2 separate regions of the Sparus aurata genome follow, and region 2 is linked to region 1. Evidence: chromatin contacts called from public Hi-C data. All regions are on one chromosome and are shown on one strand. The core of a region is the stretch at or near the end of the contact, and the rest is flanking DNA. Distances in the headings are between cores, read along the strand shown. Region 1 holds the start of ovca2 (OVCA2 serine hydrolase domain containing). Region 2 holds the start of LOC115594354 (replication protein A 70 kDa DNA-binding subunit-like).

What was found. A called contact is a pair of places that touch in the nucleus more often than the background predicts.
Region 2: a Hi-C map of an unstated tissue shows a contact between it and region 1, with 2.6 times the contacts expected there. The contact joins the promoter of LOC115594354 here to the promoter of ovca2 in region 1. A contact is called at or near these places in 2 of 2 Hi-C or Micro-C datasets (skeletal muscle and an unstated tissue).

The regions. Positions count from the first base shown.
Region 1 is chr13:4,724,786-4,729,442 of fSpaAur1.1, forward strand. ovca2 (OVCA2 serine hydrolase domain containing) reads right to left here and starts at 2,520. Exons shown (of 2, transcript XM_030437151.1): 1 at 2,115-2,520; 2 at 516-1,269. The coding sequence starts at 2,256. The coding sequence ends at 752.
Region 2 is chr13:4,948,090-4,952,746 of fSpaAur1.1, forward strand. LOC115594354 (replication protein A 70 kDa DNA-binding subunit-like) reads right to left here and starts at 2,524. Exons shown (of 17, transcript XM_030438392.1): 1 at 2,386-2,524; 2 at 1,800-1,847; 3 at 1,529-1,607; 4 at 963-1,071; 5 at 715-806; 6 at 515-622. The coding sequence starts at 2,418. It overlaps smyd4 (SET and MYND domain containing 4), which reads left to right and starts at 2,784. Exons shown (of 10, transcript XM_030438391.1): 1 at 2,784-3,015; 2 at 3,247-3,391; 3 at 4,232-4,321. The coding sequence starts at 2,879.

The sequences.
Region 1 (4,657 bases), core at 1,270-3,769:
ACATGACACTGAAACAGAAACAGAAACTTATTCATAATTAAATATGCCCAGATTGTGATGCTTAATGTCCTCTTTCTTTTACCAATGACTGGTGATTAATTATATCATTATTTCACTGTTGCTCAGAAGTATCTTTGTCTATTTCTGCTCATTAGGTTGTCAGCCTGCTCGAGCCATGTTACAGCATTTTGTCTTTTAAAACAATGCAATGCAAACAATTCATACAAAATAATATCTATCTGTAAAAAGGCAGGTCATTCCAAACTTTCAAAGGGTATCATGAGTTAGCAAAGACTCAGGCAATGCAGTTTCAGTAAAGGTAGCTTGAAAGATATTGCACAGGAGGAGCACCTTGGCAGCTGTGTGATTGAAATGTGTGTCGCATGGCTGCAACGGTCACTGATAACCTTTGTTGCATGTCACACCTCGTTTCAATAAAAGGCCCAAAAATGCAAAAAATAATGTTTAAAAACACCAAGAAAAACTTACACCACTCCCAACAGAGACCAGAGAACATTTGATAAATAATTATCACTTAATTTATTATCTGTCAGAGGACGTCTTCCCTGAGATGGACAGCTGTCATTCAACTGTCATGGATGGATCAGACCAGAGGAGAAACGAAAACAGTGCTTGGACTGAACTTGGCATTTTAACTCAAACTGCCTTGTTATCACAAGTTTTCTCCATGATTAATAATCAATGTCCTTTGGGAGCCTTTGTCTTTGGGAATTCTCAGTGTTAATTTTCACTAGAATTTCTTGAGAAAATCCTGGTAGGTTTGTCTGTGAGCAGAAGCAGCTGGAACAAAATGGCCACCCGGATGTGTCAGAACCTGCGGGTCTTGGAAGGAGGGAAGCAGCTCCCTGCTCATGTTGTCAGGGATGACTCGGTCCTCCAGTCCAAACACATGCAGGGATGGGATCAGGAGGGGAGTACTGTAGAACGTCTGGTGTTCCTTACACGCGCTGCGGAAACCAGCGACAAGTATGGCAAAGCGGAAGTTGAACTCTGGCTCCAGTTTTTGCTCCTGAAGAGAGCAGACCATGGCCACAAAAGCAGCTCCCTGACTAAAGCCCAGGATGCCATCAAATGGACCTTGGACCTTCACAGCTTCTCTTACAGTCGTCAAGCTCTCGTCAAGTCCCAAGCTTTCCTCACACTGCTGCTGTGCGCTGAAACTCCGAGCCTGGACATCAGAAAACCACCAGCCCCTCTGGTCCTCATCGCCTCCAACTCCAGGACAGGAACCATTCTCCTTATCCGGAGCTTAGGAAAAAAAGAAAGAAGAAAGTGTTAATTTTACTCTATTAAATATACATCCAAATGGGACGCACTTCTGAAATCAAATCTTTGGACACAAATACAAACATTTACTGCTTAATTTACAACATTATTTCCTTATGAAAACATAAAAACCTAAAATGTCTGTGTTGTGAGTGTTGCCTGTGACATACTGAAGGGATTTTCGAAATTCTTATACATAGTTTGCATACAATAAGGAAGCTATTTTCAGATTGACCATGTACATAGTGTAGTATAGGTAGGGGAAGAACTGATTATCGACACTGGCAGGTTGGAGATAAAATAAACTAATTTAAAAACGTCCTCTCACACTATGTCCCGCTTACAACAATACCTGAGAGGTAACATGTCACAATTAATAGCTTTTATCTAACTGCTCATCTGAATCTGCAAAGCAACTCGTAACTAAGTGTATCAAATACATTTATAAAGAAGCAGAAACTGGAAATACTCAAGTAAAGTACTGCAAAATTGTAATTAACAGCACTAGAGTAAATTGTACTTCGTTAGTGGTTGATGGAGATTTTGACACAAGGTAAAAGGCAACTAATAAACACCAAAGAGCTACATTTATTAAGATAATCATGACTATATCTAAGAAGTAATTGAGTACTGTTTATGCCAGAGTTTGCTCTTCGGTTAAACTGTTTACTTTGTTCAAAACATACAAACACGTCGATGAGAAGTCAGTGTAGAATAAAGTGAGAGGAAGCTTCATGTCACCACTTCACTGTCAATAACATGAAGTCACCTAGCTAGCTGTCCTAGCTGTGAGTGTTCAGGGGGACAGTGTGAGGTGGAGGACCCACCTTGCTGCACACTGTGCGGTGCACTCAGGTAAACCAGCTCCACTTGTTTCTTCAGCAGCTTCCGCAGAGCTCCCGTCTTCTCCCGGAACGAGCTGCCGTTCTGACGGTACCCGTGGATGCACAGGACCCGGAGGGGCGCCATTCAGAGGTTAGCCTAGCTAAACTTAGCTATCGCTAGCCGGAGAAGTTAGTTTCAACTACAGCTCGGAGGACATAAAACAAATAACAAGTCGTTTTCATTAAGTTAAACACTTGAACTGGGCAGATAAAATAAACTGCTATAATATCTCAGGAGATATAAACGACACGGAGGAGCTGGTTACCTGTCAAAGATAATGAAAGTTCAACACGTTACAACGGCTGCTCGCGAGACCCACCGGAAGGAAGGATCAGTACTTCCGTTTATTCTTTTCAAATTAAAATCCTTGTTGGTAAATAAAAATAAAATGCAGTATACATTTTTCAAAAATTATTAGATTAGTGTTATTTGTTTGTATATTGATTGCTGATAAACTAAATTTATTTGAAAATGTGATACTTTGGCTCTGAGTCACTCATCCTGTAGTTCCCTTACCTCTCGATTGTATTTTTGATTTATTTGTATTTCTGATTTACTTATACTGCTGCTACGATGACCTTATTTCCCCTCAGGGACAAATAAAGCTATCTATCTATCTATCTATCTATCTATCTATCTATCTATCTATCTATCTATCTATCTAGTAATTAACGTTTTCAAACAAATGTAGTCGAGCCAAGTTAGGCCTTGATGCCTTTTCAAAGGTTTTATTTGTTGCATACACAAACAATATGTGTGGACTGTACCTGGACTAGGAGTAAAAAACATAAATGAGGTGAAAGAAATAAAAAGGATACACATTTAGACATGATAAGTATTTGTATTGTAGGTATTGAAGAGTGCATATATGCAGGAGGGAGCAAAGGACAGACAGAGTTCAGATCATCCTTGCGATGGCCTCAGTAAATAAGCTGTATAGTCTCTGGGTTGGACTTTAGAGGTGTTTACTAGCGCAGAGAAGAATTCATCAGACTGTCATTCAGACATCAACAGTCATTTTTCATCAGATAAAACAGCAACAGCTGAATTTTGACAGCTGTTCCTGTGTACTGCTGCCTGCCTGCCTGCTCCGCTTTCTTCAGCATTGGATATGATTAACATGATAACTGCAAATACTGATGATGCTGCAACCATTCACACCGGCCAGATGACCTGCTACACATTTTGTGCTTTTTTATATGCCATCCATATGCCATGCTAAAATTGCTAAAAAAAAAAGAGTATTTTTCTGTACTTGTCTGAATTACTCAATACTAGACATTCTTCTCTACAGTGTCTGCTACTTGGATTGATTGAATTGCGCTGATAAATGAATAGTGTGGGTATTGCATGGTAGAGAAAACCTGTCAGACTTTGTGATATCTTGGTTGAAGATGTCCTTTGGCTTTTGCAACATACTTTTCTGAGAAAGTTGATTACTGGAACCAAAACTTCACTCTATCTTTATTTGTCTATGAGCAATGGAAAACCATTCAAGCAAACAACAACAAAAGTCGTCCTCTTACTGTCTGACTGATGCAGGACTAATGGATACGGTGTGTTCTTGCATTTCTGGGGCAGAATAACGGAGTCTTTGCTACCTGGTGGGAGGCTGACCCCTAAAGACACGGATGAAAACGTTTCTTGCTGTGACATCGCAGACAAAGCCAGGTGATACAACGCAGCTACTGTAAAAATCATGAAATCTTTGAGCAATTAAATCTTTCATCTCTCTGCAGCAACACAGACAAAAATACCCCGACAAAGAACTTCATTTTCAACACACATAAAAGCGACATGCTAATTCTAGGCCACAGGAACTCACTTATCAGACTCACTTTCAACTTCAGCGCCAGCACAGTTCTCCCGAAGGACCGTGTCAGAAAAAATACAGACATTATCTTTGATCCGGATTCTCTTTTTGACAAACATATGAAGCCAATATCCCGAACACCACATTATCACTTCAGCAGTGATAGCCAGGAGCTGGCATTTAGCCCTTCCTCCTAAAGGGTTTGGGGACGGCTCAAAGCAACGACGGCTATAAAAGCCCAGCGCTCAAAGAGGGGAAAAATGGATGATGGGCGAAAAAATGAAAGGCCTTAATTAAGTTTGCATTAACTTTTACCGCACACCCTCTAGGCATCCGATGTGTACATATTTTCCCAGGTCCCATATTATGCTAATTTTAAGGTCTATACTTTTATTTTAGGGTGTTTACTAGAAAACGTTTGAATGCCTTAATGTAAAAAAAACCCTGAAAACATGATTTTTCTGATACTGCACATTGCTGCAGCACCTCTATTCATCCTCTGTTAGAAAACGCAAGCCTCAGGAAAAGCCCAGTCTGCTCTGACCAATAAGAGCAGAGCATGTTTTTACAGCAGCCAAGAGTCTGTAGGGGGCTATAAATGAGCGTAATAACTGCAAAGCTGTGACATCACAAGTTTCTGAATACAGACTCCATTTCTTCATTGATAGAACA
Region 2 (4,657 bases), core at 1,274-3,773, 220 kb after region 1:
GCAAGCAGCTGATAAACAAGAACCACCAAGCAATAAAACTCTGCTGGATTTCTTCTGACTGACAAAAACGGAATGCATCAGGACGAGAGCTGCAGTGAATCGACTAGTCAGTGGCTGATCAAAATAAAATCAGTTGCCAACTGATAATCCATTCATCCGTATTTTTCAAGCGCAAGTGATAAAGATTTGCTGGTTGCAGCTTCTTAAATGTAACGATTAGCTGCTCGTTGGATGAAACAAATTACTGAACTGGAGAAGCAGTCTGAGGACATCACTTTGGGCACTGGAAAATTGTGGTGGCAATTTTTCATAATTTTTTGACATCTTATGGCTGAAGGATCCATCAATAATTGCAGATAAATGGATAATGAAAATAATTGACACCTGCAGCAAATCGGGAGAAAAACAAAACGGCGCGCTTATCATCATCATAGCTGTTATAATTGTAACGGCATCCATTTGTAATGACTGAGAAGACAAAATAACTATTTAAAAGTTTTGACATGAAACTCACTGCTGTTGTTGGAATAGGAGGGTCCAGGTGCTGCAGCAGATGGAGGAGAAGGTGGGACAAAGGAAGTTGAGACTTCAGTCTCCGTATCCTGTTGGGATGACGTCTTACCTGAAAAGTTGAACAAACACCATAAGGGAGAGCTGTGGAAGCTGTTTATTACTGTTTTTTAACTCTGTGAACACAATTTAAAACAACCATACCGTCTTTATCATATGGAGTGGGATTTCCAATCTTCCCTCCAATTTCGTCAGCCGATTGCAGTACGTCCATGTCCATCACAATCACCACAGTCCTGACACACAGGAAGAAGAAGATGGAAGAAGAAGAAGAAGAAGAAGAAGAAGAAGGAGGAGGAGAAGGTAAAAAATAAGGCCAAAGGGGGTTTCATATAGCAATCAAATAGAAAGGAGAGAGAGGATAGGGGGGACATGAAAATGAAAACACAAACCTGCCATCTGACAATGTGTTGGTGACCGTCTTCTTCACCTTACACACACAATTAGGTACCAGGAGGTTGTCTTCGGGCAGGTGGTTTAGCTGTGTGGCCAGCAGGAAGGCTACACACACACACACACACACACACACACACACACACACACACACTGAGTCATGTACATCTGGTAAAAAATTCAACAGATTTTTCGCTGACTATCTTCTGAGCAGAAATGTTCCTTCAGCGCAACTGTTCTACATTATAATATTTATCTAAATACCACCGATTAGGAACAAGGCAATTAAAGGTGCTTTACAGCACAACAGAAATATCTTAGATATAACACATTATGAAAATGCTATGTTGCACTTAAAAGACAAGAAAACAAAACAAAAAAATAACCAAATAAATAGTTACAGATACAAAAAAAAGCATTTAAAAGACAATAAAAACAAAAGAAACGCATATGGATGGTTAAAGATTAAAAAAGGAGCTTTGTCGGATTCAACATGTTTGTTTGTCAACAGGACCCCACATGTACCTCAGCAAACTGAACCCACAGTCTGCTTTAAGATACTCACACGACCAAGAGTGCTGGCCGTCGCTCATCATGAGCCGGTACCTGGGTGGACCAGCAGCACTGGGGATCTGACGTATGTTCTGACAAACAGAGGGCAGGATGGATTATAAGCAAAACAACCAGGTACCAAGCAAGTAAAGAATGTGGAAAATCCAGGTAAGAGGTAAGACAGAAATTGTTACACAATAGACAAGGGTTTTATCAGACACTTCCAAGATGGAGCTTCAAGTACAACATAGCAGGATTTGTTGTGGACTCCTTAAAGCACTTACCAGCAGCTGCATCACAGAATCTCTCACCTCCAAGCCTCTGCACAGGGCCTGGACATTAACAAACATGGACTTGTTATTATCTACCGCCTGTCCCCATCCTGTCCCATCACATTAACATGCTGCTAATGAAAAGGTACAGCCTAACATCAATTAGAGATAAATGAAGTGGCAATTATTTTATTTCGCCACAAGCAGGTAAGCATGAGTGGATAAACAGGACGGGGCTGTCCTGTTGTTTCAATCAACTCAACAGACCGCACACGTTTGGAGAAACTGGCCAAAAGGTGAGACTTCAGTCCGCACCACGTAAATATGCCTTGTAGTGCGTCGTAATGTGAGTAAATTAAGTAAGCAGAGTTTATTTAACCACATAAATTCACTACTGGACGGTTAAAACAACAACAACAACAACAACAGCAAAGTATTTGATTTGTCAGTGGCACTGCTGACAGCTGACATTAAATCTCGTTAGCTTACATTGCTAGCAGCTGCAGCTGTTGGTGCTACATTGCTTAAGTGCCAGCCTCGAGACATCGAGTCAAGACAAATAACATAATAATTCTGTTATATTAATATTTAGGCTTACTTCAACTGCCCCCTGGGAGAGTTTTACACTCATGTTTCCTGTTTACAGGGCTTCTCACAGCCAGTAGACTTCAGCTTTTGTCAGACGTTCCTGTCAAGTTGGAGGTGTGAAACGTATCGCGAGAGAAGAGCGACGAACGTGATTTTTGTAAGTATGTCAAAAACACGAACTACACAGGATGTGGTACATCAATTACTTCAAAATAAAATAGTATAGTCGGTCGGGGTGTTGTAACAATGACAGCAAGTATACATGTATCGAAATTAACAACTTAAAAGTCTAATTACTATCGATTTAGGTATGAGTGAAGAAGAAAATAACCTAAAATCTTCGATTTCCCTTGAACATTAATGGTTCATCTTTTATTTTGAATGTCGCAGTCGGAAACTTCCTTTTGGTCCCCGCTAGCTTAACTGAGGATGTAGCTGACGTGACACGGACTCAAAACAAACCCCAAATGATCTCCGCTGCCCATGTGGACATGTTGTAGTTCATGATGGATCTTCCGAGTGTCCAGTGGCAAGATCACGTTGCACAGAAATGGACCTCACTCGACCCCGATATAAAGGAGCATTTCACATCCCTGCTTGAGATAGATGATGTCTTTAAATACTCCTTAACTCTGACAACGTGAGTAGCTACTCTAGTAGAGTACACAGTTTATTAGTAGCCCACATAGAGGACATATATTCATTTTTATTGGACCACAACGCTTGTATTTACGTGCCAAAAGTCAACATAGGTTTCCACTGAACTTGTACGTGACTATGAACATTAAACACCTCCGTTTCCCTGCGGCTCGGTAACATTAAGAGTGACTGAGTGCAGTTGCTGGTAATGTTCTCCATTTTTGTTTCACAGCCAAGACGATCTGGACTTTGTGCAGTCAATCTCTGCAGGGAACTCAGTACAGAAGGACACACAGCCAGCAGCCAAATGCAGGGAGAGAGGGAACTCGAGCTTCAAGATCAGAGACTACACTGCAGCTGCTCTGCACTACTCACAGGTGGAGTGGAAATCACATTCACTTTTCTCCATATGAGCCATAAAATAGAAAAAATGAATGTTAAAACCCACCATTCCACTCAAATCAATGCCCCTCTTTCATTCTTATGATGTGTGTGTTTTAGGGGTGTGCCAAAATATCGATACTACGATATATCGCGATATTTCGTCTTTAGGTACGTTATCGATACACTGGTGCCAAATATCGATATTTAAAAATGTAAAAAAAAAAATATATATATATTTTTATTTTTTTGTTTTTTATTTTTTTGGCCCACCACCACCACCCCTCTTCGGAGGACAGCTTTATCTTTATTCAAACATAGGTATACAACCAAATAAATTTTAAAAAATGGTTTAAGTAGCTCTGAAACCCACACATATAGATATTTAATGATAGTTGTAGTCAGTGTGTGTGTTAAGAAGAGACACTGTGCAATATACTCTTTGTTTACTTGGCTGTCATTCATGTGAAATTGATTGACAATGTTTTGTAATTCCTGTGAAATGGATTCAGTGCAGTCAATAAATTCTGAATTTCTTCAGTGACACAGATATCGTGATGTATCGTGGATGAAATTCCTTGCAATATATCGATTATCGCAGAATCGCTGTATCGCGATATTATCGTTATCGTGGGCAAAATATCGTGATAGTATCGTATCGCGAGGTACCTGGTGATACCCAGCCCTAGTGTGTTTATGTATCTGTTCTAGTTTATTGAGATCAGAAGAAGATGGCTGATTTTTCAACAGTAATTTAAAGATTTCTTAGTAATATCCCCCCCCAGTCCTTATTCAAATGTACCAACATCCAGCTTCTTTGTCTCCTGTCATGACAGGGTGTGTGTTTGGCTCCCCTCAGTTCGGAGCAGCTGTCTCTGTGCTATGCCAACCGCTCTGCTGCGCTCTACCATCTGCAGCTCTACCAGGTGAGTTGGCTCCATTTTCAACGATCATATAATGAGGTCTTGTCGTACTTGAGGTATCATAAAAAATAAAAAAAAAAACCTGTTAAAACCAGTTCTGCATCTCAGATCGTGTCATTGTGAGCGGGACCTTGCACTGCATGGAAACAATACCACGCTGTTCAGTCCACACAAAGAGCAGATGATTTGTGAGAGCACAGACAAAAAGTTGATTTCGGAATGATCTCACAGGATTTACTGACTTAATGTGACTGTCTCAGATGTATCAGTGACATTAAAGTGCGTCCTTCACTCAGCCACTTGGGTAATATATGACTTTCACTACAGGAACCTTTCCCA